Linked DNA regions of Astyanax mexicanus: region 1 is linked to region 2. A link is a contact called in public Hi-C data. All regions are on one chromosome and are shown on one strand. The core of a region is the stretch at or near the end of the contact, and the rest is flanking DNA. Distances in the headings are between cores, read along the strand shown.

What was found. Hi-C and Micro-C count contacts between places; a contact is called where the count stands out from the background.
Region 1: a Hi-C map of blood shows a contact between it and region 2, with 7 times the contacts expected there. The contact joins the promoter of atp2a2b here to the promoter of stk10 in region 2. A contact is called at or near these places in 3 of 3 Hi-C or Micro-C datasets (blood and muscle).

The regions. Positions count from the first base shown.
Region 1 is chr17:45,984,199-45,989,086 of AstMex3_surface, forward strand. It overlaps atp2a2b (ATPase sarcoplasmic/endoplasmic reticulum Ca2+ transporting 2b), which reads left to right and starts at 3,162. Exons shown (of 21, transcript XM_022676629.2): 1 at 3,162-3,769. The coding sequence starts at 3,652.
Region 2 is chr17:45,662,266-45,667,090 of AstMex3_surface, forward strand. It overlaps stk10 (serine/threonine kinase 10), which reads left to right and starts at 3,463. Exons shown (of 19, transcript XM_022676618.2): 1 at 3,463-3,900. The coding sequence starts at 3,748. It overlaps zmp:0000001268 (CYTL1 domain-containing protein), which reads left to right. Exons shown (of 4, transcript XM_007252796.4): 4 at 1,886-2,210. The coding sequence ends at 1,939.

The DNA of each region.
Region 1 (4,888 bases), core at 1,912-4,411, 320 kb after region 2:
ATAGTAAAAAAAATATAAAACATAAATTAATTTGTCTGAAATAGTAAATAAATTAATTATCTATATATATATAATATATCATTCTTCAACACAAAACATCCCCTTGATTTTGTAAGTCACTGATTTGATAAATCCTTCCCTCGACTTAATACATATTTAATTCCCTCAATTTAATAAATTGTTTCCTTGAACTAAAAAACATTATTTTCCCCCTCCTTTAAAAAATCATTACGTTGATTTACTAAATAATTCCTTACTTTAATAAACCTATTAAGCAGCATTAGCTACCTATTCCAGTGATAATAGGATGTGATAACAAAAAATAAGCTCTAGATGGAGCTCAGCACACAGGCTGGGTGTCAGATCTTTATGAATTTACACCAAGTCAACACAAGGTTCATCCACAGTGTGATAAGTAGTTACCCATCTACTGCCCAGCTGCAGAGTTTAACACTGTGCACACAGTAATGCCAGGTTCACACTCTATCAGTGCTCTGCAGCTGAGTGAACATGTGACTAATTATAAAATAGAACATGTGAACATGTCTGTGTAGGTCTGAGCTCTGGGTCTCCATCCCATTTTCTATCTTGAGAGCTTTATTATCTGCCTGACCTGCCAGATTCTTACATGAGCTTTTTTGCAGGACCGTATAAGGCAGGCACGTGGCTCTGTGCCCAGAGGCTGATACCAAACATAGCCTTAATATGGGAAAGGGTTGGTAGCTCTCACATTCCTCATCCATGAAGCCAAAACATGAGGAGGGCTCTCCGGACAAAGACTCACTGGGACTCAGGTGGAGCAGTGAGGACTTGGTGGGCCTCGGTTTTAGTGATTCTCTCCTAAAACTGTAAATCTGCAGTGATCTATGGAGAGATGAGGAAACTTCCCTGTAATGTAAATAAACCTTTAACCCAGTTTCAGTGGAAGCAGACCAGCAGACCATCATCTCACAGATAACAGCATAAACTGGAAAAGTGCATTTCCTGAAGGAAACGCAGAGCAGATACACTATTTGTACTGTTTATACACTACTGCTTATAGAAGCCCATTCCCACCATCTAAAATAAAAAAACCCAGACTGTATTTATTTATTATTATTATTATTATTATTATTATTATTATTATTATTAAGTTAATTGTCATCTCATTATTTTGAAATACTAAGTACATTTTTGAGGTTCTGTATCATTATTTTAAAATACTCTCATAATTTTGAGATATTAAGTCATTATGTCAAGATACTATATCATGTTATCTCAATATTTCAAGATATTATTTTAAGATACTAAGTCATTATTTTGAGATATTATGTCATTATTTTGAGATATTAAATCATTGTTTTGAGATACTCTTTACTGAGATACTATCTCTTTATTATGTTAAGATACTAATTGTTAATTGTTATAGTATTTCGAAAAAATAACTTAGTACCTTAAAATAAAGATGTACTATCTATATATACAAAAAAACCTTAAAGCATCACAATAAACAGACAAAATGACACAAAAAAGCTTTCAACACATTCTGTAATACTGCTATTATCACAATATATATTTTTTTATTGTTTAAAAACTTTTAAAGATATTATTGTGTATGCTTCTATAAAGCCCGCCCTTTTATATACAGCACACTGGAACTGGCTGTTGAAGTCTTATCTTAATGAAGGCTTCAACTCACTGAATCGCTGACTGGCTCTTTTGCTGTGGCTGCAATTAATGTGTCAGTCACAGGCTCAGTGATAAATGGCCTATAAATGGCTGGAGAGGCCGTTGGGCGAGAGATACGGTGTATAAGCAGCAGAACTGGGAGGCTCCTTTTCCTGGTCTTTGTTCAGTTTAAAGGAAATAGCAGAGCCGGTTAATTTTGTATTTGTTTTGTTATTTACTATATTTATTTTTAATAGTTTGTTTGCAATACATGCAGGTAGATTTTTGTTGTTACAGGATTTTTTTTTTGCAACATTTTCTTATTTTGTTTCACTATCATTACTTTATACAACATCTGGGTCTCCCAGAGTTACTGTTTGGGAAATAGACAAATGTTTATAGATTTTTTTCAGGGATAGCAAGCACCTCTTAAATGAGTCCCAGCACCATTCAACAGATCATTCAACCAAAATACAGTAGCCTCCCCTCAACACACACATGCACAATTAAGCTGCAGTATGCTAGTTAGCTAGATAAGTTGTTATTTTAATGTAGTGGTTAGCTAAGCCAATATGTAAATTGTAAAAATTAAATGCCAAATTATAAACGAAAATAAAAAAGATTTTATAATCACTCCTATCTCTTATCTATCTATCTAGATACTTATCATTCTACCTATACTTTTTGTTGAAAAAGTGATATTATGGTTTCTAGTGAAATTAATTCTTCTTGAAATTACTGTACATGTATATCATCGAGAATACAGTAATAAATATTGAGATGTTATAAAAAAAAGAACATTTTCATGTTGTTTCTTTATAATTCCATGGATATACCAGCTCTCGAAAAAAAAGGAGAAATGAGAATGAGAATCTTAAAAAAAGCTACGTTTCTTTGATTTTACCAATCTAAAAAAAAAACTCTTAAATATATTCAAGAGGAAGATGAATGATCACAAGCCATCAAACCAAGCTGTACTGCTTGAATTTTTGCACCAGGAGTGCAGTCATTAAGTTAGCCAAAAGCAGTATGTAAGACTAGTGGAGGAGAACATGCCAAGATGGATGAAAACAAGGATTATTCCACCAAATATTGATTTCTGAACTCTTAAAACTTTTTGTTTTTAATATAAACTTGTTTTCTTTGCATGATTTGAGGTCTAAAAGCTCTGCATCTTTTTATGTCATTTCAGCCATTTCCCATTTTCTGCCAATAAATGCTCTAAATGACAATATTTTTAGTTGGAATGTGGGAGAAATGTCTGTGTGTTCAATTTACTCAAACATATACCTATAATGTCGCCCAGCCCTAGACTGTCAATCACCATCTTGCTTTTATTCGCACACTTATCAAACCACTCAGTGAACCGCTGCAGTGAATCAACTGTGAGTCATTAATGAATCAAACGCTGGGTTTATGCGAAATGATCCGTTTGAAGGAATCGGTTCCATACTCGGAATAAGTGAATCGATCTCTCCTTGGAACAGCGTGGTGCGGGGGAATCAGCCAATGAGAGCCTTCCACATGCGGACATCGGAACAGTGCTGGAGGAGGAGAGAGAGCGCGAGGCGAGCACTGAGCGGAGCGGCTGCAGCTGACGGTGCTGCCTGTAGTAGCTTTAGCCAGTTAACTAACCCGTGATCCACCGGCACCTCGCTGCTCCAACACCGAGCTCAGGCTTCTCTACAGCGGCGGAGAACTCGAGGAGAGACCGGCCGGGCGCCTCGCGAAGTCGCCGGGACTCGGAGCCGCTTGTTTAACGTTAGTTTAAACTTCAGTAACGTTAGTTAACCTAACCGTTAACGAGCTACAGCTTCTCTACCGGCGACTCGCTCCCGCTAACAAACACACGAGCGCTCTTCCTCCTCTTCCCAGCAGCCGGGCTCAGCCTGCGGGCGCCGCTCCGGTACCGAGCTTAAAGCGGTGACTCGGCTCTTTAGTCGGATCCGGGAGTCGCTGAGGGAAACCGGGACGGTTTTAGAGGAGCTCGAGACGCCGTCCACCATGGAGAACGCTCACACAAAGACGGTGGAGGAGGTGTACAGCTATTTCAGCGTGAACGAGAGCACCGGGCTCGGCCTGGACCAGCTGAAACGGCAGAAGGAGAAGTGGGGACCGAACGGTGAGTCATCTCAGCCGGCCTGCTTCTGCTTAGCCACGGCGCTAATGCTAACTAGCTAACCTAGCTAAGTGGCTAACGTGTGGACGCCGGTGTTCTGCCGAGTTGTGCAACTCATTGATGTGTGCTAGTATTCCTTCTGCGCATGCGCGGTCCAATTTTTAAAATACCCTTTTAATGTTTTTCTTTATAAACCCATAAATATCCATTACCGCCACTTAAAATTGAAGAGAAACATCTAAGATAGCACATTTTCTTATATTTTTAAGTAAACTAGTAGTCATTGTTTCGAGATAATAGGTTTAACTAACCTAGCCAGGTAGCTAGCTATAATAAAGTAACGTTAGTTAGCTAAGAAAGATAGTTTTGTTGCTTTTGTAATAAAAAAAAAAACTTTATGTAGTTTTTGATTGAGCTTTAGCTAGCTACTAATGTGTAAATGGCGAAATTTAAATGTCAAATAAAAAAAAGCAACAAAAACTCCTATCAATCTAGCTAAGTAACCTAACTCTTTATATTATATTATATAAAATTAGTTATTTAAGCCGTCCAATCATCCTACATGTACTTAAATAATAGTCATTATTTTACGTGTATACACACAATTATTAATATATAAATTCATTATATTATGATACTAGTTAGCTAAGTAAAATGTCTCTTGCTTTTGGAAAAAATGTTTTTTACTATTTTATTTTTCAATGAAGCCTTTAACTTGCATAGCTCCAGTACAATCTATTATCAGCTACAAATAATGGCTTTATTATGTAATGTATGTATGGCAAAGTTTTAAATGCCAAATTAAAAAGGAAAAAAAAAAACAAGATAAATCATTATATAGGCCGTCCAAACATCATACCTGTACTTCTGTTGAGAACAATGTCTGATATTATGTTTTATCCTGTTTATTCTCTAATAATAGTCTTTTAAGTCTTCCAATTGTTTTATTGAGGCTGCCCTCTTAACACTGTACAGTAGCACGCTTTGGCAGAGTAGCACGATCCGGCAGAACACCGGCGAAGCGCAGGTGCCATTGTGTAATTCCACTGTTTCCCAATCCAGCTTCCCTCAGACCTTCTGTATCTGAAAGTTCAGAGTTTTAACCCTTTTAGACGGAGCTGA
Region 2 (4,825 bases), core at 2,213-4,712:
ACACACACACACACACACTGCAGACCCTCAGCATTATGTGGTATTTTCCCTAGTGGCGTCAATCAATTATCACCACTAATATATACTAGTGCATCACAAAAAATATATATATATCATTGACATTTTACTTTATTTCAGTAAATCAGTTCAAAATGTGAGTCTACGGTATATATTATATACATGTATTACACACAGAGTGATCTATTTAAAGCGTTTATTTCTTTTATTGTTGATGATTATGAAGCTTACAGCCAATGAAAACCCAAAAATCAGTGTTTCTGAAAATTAAGATATTACATAAGAACAATTGGTACTTTTGGCAGTGTGGGCAGTGTGTCAAGTCCTGCTGGAAAATGAAATCCGCATCTACATAAAAGTGTTCAGCAGAGGGAAGCATGAAGTGCTGTAAGAGTTTGGACTTTGGACTTAATATATATAACACCCTGAGGAGGTTCTCAGTAGACTCTTCAGCAGGGCGACAAATTTAACAAAATAAAATGTATAATGTTTATAAATGTATAAAACTATAGCCCAAGCTCTGTTTGACCCATGGGAGCACCACACACCCTCTTTGCAGGTACACTATATGTTTTAAAAGTATTAGAACACCTACATATTACACCTACAGGAGCTGTAATAGTCCCATTCTAAGGCCATACACAGTCATTAGTGTGCAGTCGATCCCTCTTTGTAGCTAACAAAATACGTATATCTGTAAATAAAGTGGATAAAATCATAACTCAAATGCTCTATTTTACCCAGTGGAGCACCAGACACGTTTTTTTTGTTTTAAATACAACTCAAAGGTCATCAGGATGTCTCTAACTAATTTACAGTGACTGTGCAAATCCTACAGTGCTGTTTTTTCATGACATTCCGGACAAATGTAGATTTATTCCAATTATAATGTTCTGTAGTACGTGTTTGTTGCGTAAGCAAGTGTTTAAATGTGGAACACAGTAAATGCAGAATACAGTTACAAAAAATTACATCTCTTATTATCAGTAAAGCCTGGCCTTCTCCACAGTGGACAGCGAGAAACACATAAATGGTTTGGCCTCATTAGACCTAAAGGCTAAATTCCAAGCCTCAAATATCCAGATTGTTCTGGTTTGGCTCAGATTAGCTCTAATTCTGCACTTACAGTAATAGTTTGGCCAAAAAAAAGAGACAGTTTTACAGTTTTTCTGCTTTTCTGCAAATCAGCAAAGACACACTTAGTGTCTGTGCTTTTATTCTAGTCAGTCCCCCTTTTAATTACATCCTATTCTAAACCCATAAACATTAATATGAAGATATTACACGTATTGGGACTTCTACACGTTAATTTTACAGGAGTTTTATGACTTCAGATTCTAAATCCATAAATCCAGACATTAATGTGCATCTGGTTCTCCTTTATATCTACACTATATGGACAAAAGTATTGGGACACTTACACATCATGTCTACAGAAGCTTTAATAAAACCCATTAAAAAAAGCCCATTATAAACCCATAGACATTAGTGTGGAGTCAGTCCCCCTTTGTAGCTACACTATATGGACACAAGTATTGGCACACCTACATATTACACCTATATGAGTTGTTATGACATCTTATTCTAAACCTGTAGTCATCAGTGTGGAGTCGGTCCCTCTCTGCAGCTCTATAAAGTGACTTGATAAGGGGTTAATTTTATACATCTGTAGCAATGGGGCAGAATGAATCACCTAAATCCAGTGAAGACTGTGATGTAACAGTTTTGGGACTTTGAAACTGGCCTGTTTTCCAGCTCTGTTTTTGTTGTGCAGGATTTTCTTTGAACTTAGAAGATGACAGAGTTGGAGTTTCATTGCATTCTGTGTTAACTTGTGTGTGTGTGTGTGTGTGTGTGTGTGTTTTAGGAACTGGCCTTCACCTATGATGACTGTGCTGTACTGCGAGGCAGAAGATACTAAGAAGAAGCAAAATTAAGGAGTTTATACCCAGCTCATTCAGTACATCACTTTATGACTATATATGAAGTTTTATTATAGTTCTAAACTTTTGCTGTATGTCTTTATTCTAAATACTAATGTTTTTGTTCTTTTATGTGAGTATGTTCTATGTATACGTTCTTTCACGTAAACTTGTTTCTGAGCTTCAATCTTATAAACAAATATATAAAAATATTATATAATATTATATTATATTATATATTTTTAAACCTTTGTTGTTCAGTGTTTTCATAATCTCATTTATCAAATATTACAGCAAATAAATTTTGATTGCATCACAACGACTCCTTAGCATTTATTTGTTTATTTATTTATTTATTTATTTATTAATATTTTCTGTATCTATTTCAGTCTCTCTTTTCTTCTTTCACTGCTTCTCAGTTTATGTCTTTACCCTATATAAACACTAGATGGAGGCATTGTGCAGATATAGTGCTCTAACTTGCTTTATTAATCTTTTTTTATTTTTATTTATTTATTGTTTTATTTAGTTTTGAGTCACAATGAGTTACAATATGTAATTGTTGTTTTTGAGCTTTTCTCTCCTCTTTTTTTGTATTTTAAAATAAATTTCGGTTGTGTTTAGTTATATTTCATATTCTTGCAATAAGGACATTAAGGAGTTCAAATCATATTAAAAGTGTTAAACTGTAAAGAGTATTAAAGCATCACAAAAGGCTTTATGTGCCTAAAAGCTGGTAAAGAAGGTTAAACTGTTTGAAAAAATAAACAAACTACAAATCCCATGATGCCTCGCCGTGTTGGGGGCGTGGCCTAGGTGACAGGCGTGCGTTCTAGCTCGCACAGGAGTTCAGTTCAGTTTAGTGAACTGATTCTTTTGAATCGTTCTGTTTCTGGGTGGATCTGATCACAGAGTTTTATGAAGTCACAGTTCTTCTCAGTGAATTAATTAAATAGATTAAAAATATCTCCTGCTATCAGGAAATATTAAATATCATTGAGTAAAGTTTTGGTTGCATTACAACCTTTATTCAACATTATACCAAAGTTCTTTAAACGTTTTGGATTTACTGACTTTTTTTCTGTGTTTAGTTGAGTAGTTCTTGTTTCTCATAACCTGGATTAGAACATTACTCAAATATTCACTATTCACTGTATATCTGTAACTCTACCTCAAAAATACAAAAAGGAGGAAACACGATAAACAAAGAACACAAACATAAAACATACACAAAAACACTTAATTTTTAAAGGCATATTTGATATTTTTTAATATACTATTTTAATATATTTAACTTATATTTATATTATAGCGTTGCTTTAGAAACTGAACCATCTTGCGCCAAGAAAAAGGTACAATATGACGTTCGTTCTTAAAATGACGTAAGTATAAATATTTCTTCTCAGCTGACTCAGTTCAGTAATATTCGATTCTTTTGAACCTATGAATCGGTTCGTCTGAATCGTAGAAAAGAACCGGATCAAGAGAACCGATTCTCTGCGGATCGGAGCCGCTGCGGTTTGAGTGTGTGAGAGCTGCAGGTGGGCGCCACTCGGTGCGCGCGAGCGGCGAGATGTTCGCGTTCAGATCCTGTTCTTTAGTTTCTACAGATTTAGGAGTTTTAATGTTTTAGTTTTTGTGGTTTTTGAGCTGTGAGGATGGAGTAGGAGGGAGTTTTGGGAGAGTTTGAGCTTTTGGAGTTCACTTATACCCCAGTAAACTCCGCCGGAGAACTCTGAGACTCAGTTTAACAGAGTTATACAGAGTTTTATTGAGTTTTATTCAGGTTAATTCTGCTTTATTCACCATGGCTTCAATATTCGGCCGGATTTTTCGTCTCCCCACTCTGGATAAGAAGAGAGTGAAGCAGTATGAACACGTTCACAGGGATGTGAACCCCGGTGATCAGTGGGAGATAGTAGGAGAGCTGGGGGATGGAGCTTTTGGGAAAGTTTATAAGGTGAGTTTCTCTCAGTTTCCTGTATTTAAATCACTGATTCCTGTGTTTAACAGCAGAACCAGTCCAGCTACTTTTACTGGTTGGTTTTTCAGGCTCTGCTCTGAAGAGCTGACTGTTTGAAACTGGGTGCTTCCCACTATTGGACTTTTTGGAGTGGAAAGAAGCTTTATTTACAGGTTTATTTAAACTTTACAGTTTGTAAATATCAGTTACTAAGAGTTTCACATCGTTAACACTATAAACAATTTATACACATTTGCTTGTTGTTTTTAAGGCACTATAAAAGTGTATTGACTTTCAGAAACTGGGAAATAGGGTGTTTGTAAAGTTGCTTAATGAAATGGACTAAAAGGAGCTTTTTGTAAACTTTACAGTTTAGAAATCCAGTTTAATCTCATTGACTGTGAGCTTCACACCTTTTTATATTTTGACCAGTTGGTTTGGCAGTACAGTGTTGGGTGTTTTTCACCATTGGGTTGATTTGACAGGGGATATATTGCAGACTTTACTCATTCTGTAGACTTTACATTTATATGCTCATCTACATTTGCTTGTTGGTTTTTCAGACTCTACAGTGAGGCACTGACTGAAATTGGGTGTTTTTTCTCTATTGGGCTGCTTGAAGTTTGTTGAGTATTTTACATATATCAAGACTCTATTAACTAAATTGGACAAATTGAAGTTTTTGTAAACTTTACAGATTGTAAATCCAGTTTAATCTCAGGGACCGTGAGCTTTAAACCTTTTATACTATTAACAGTTTTATTGGCAGTACTGTATAGCAGTGTCTGTCTGAAACTGGATGTTTTTTACCATTGGGTTGGTTTGACACAAGATACACCTATGACCCAGCCTTGATTGGGCATTCTGTAGAGTTTACAGTTATAACTTTACAATTTTAACACTATAATCAGCTCGTCTACAC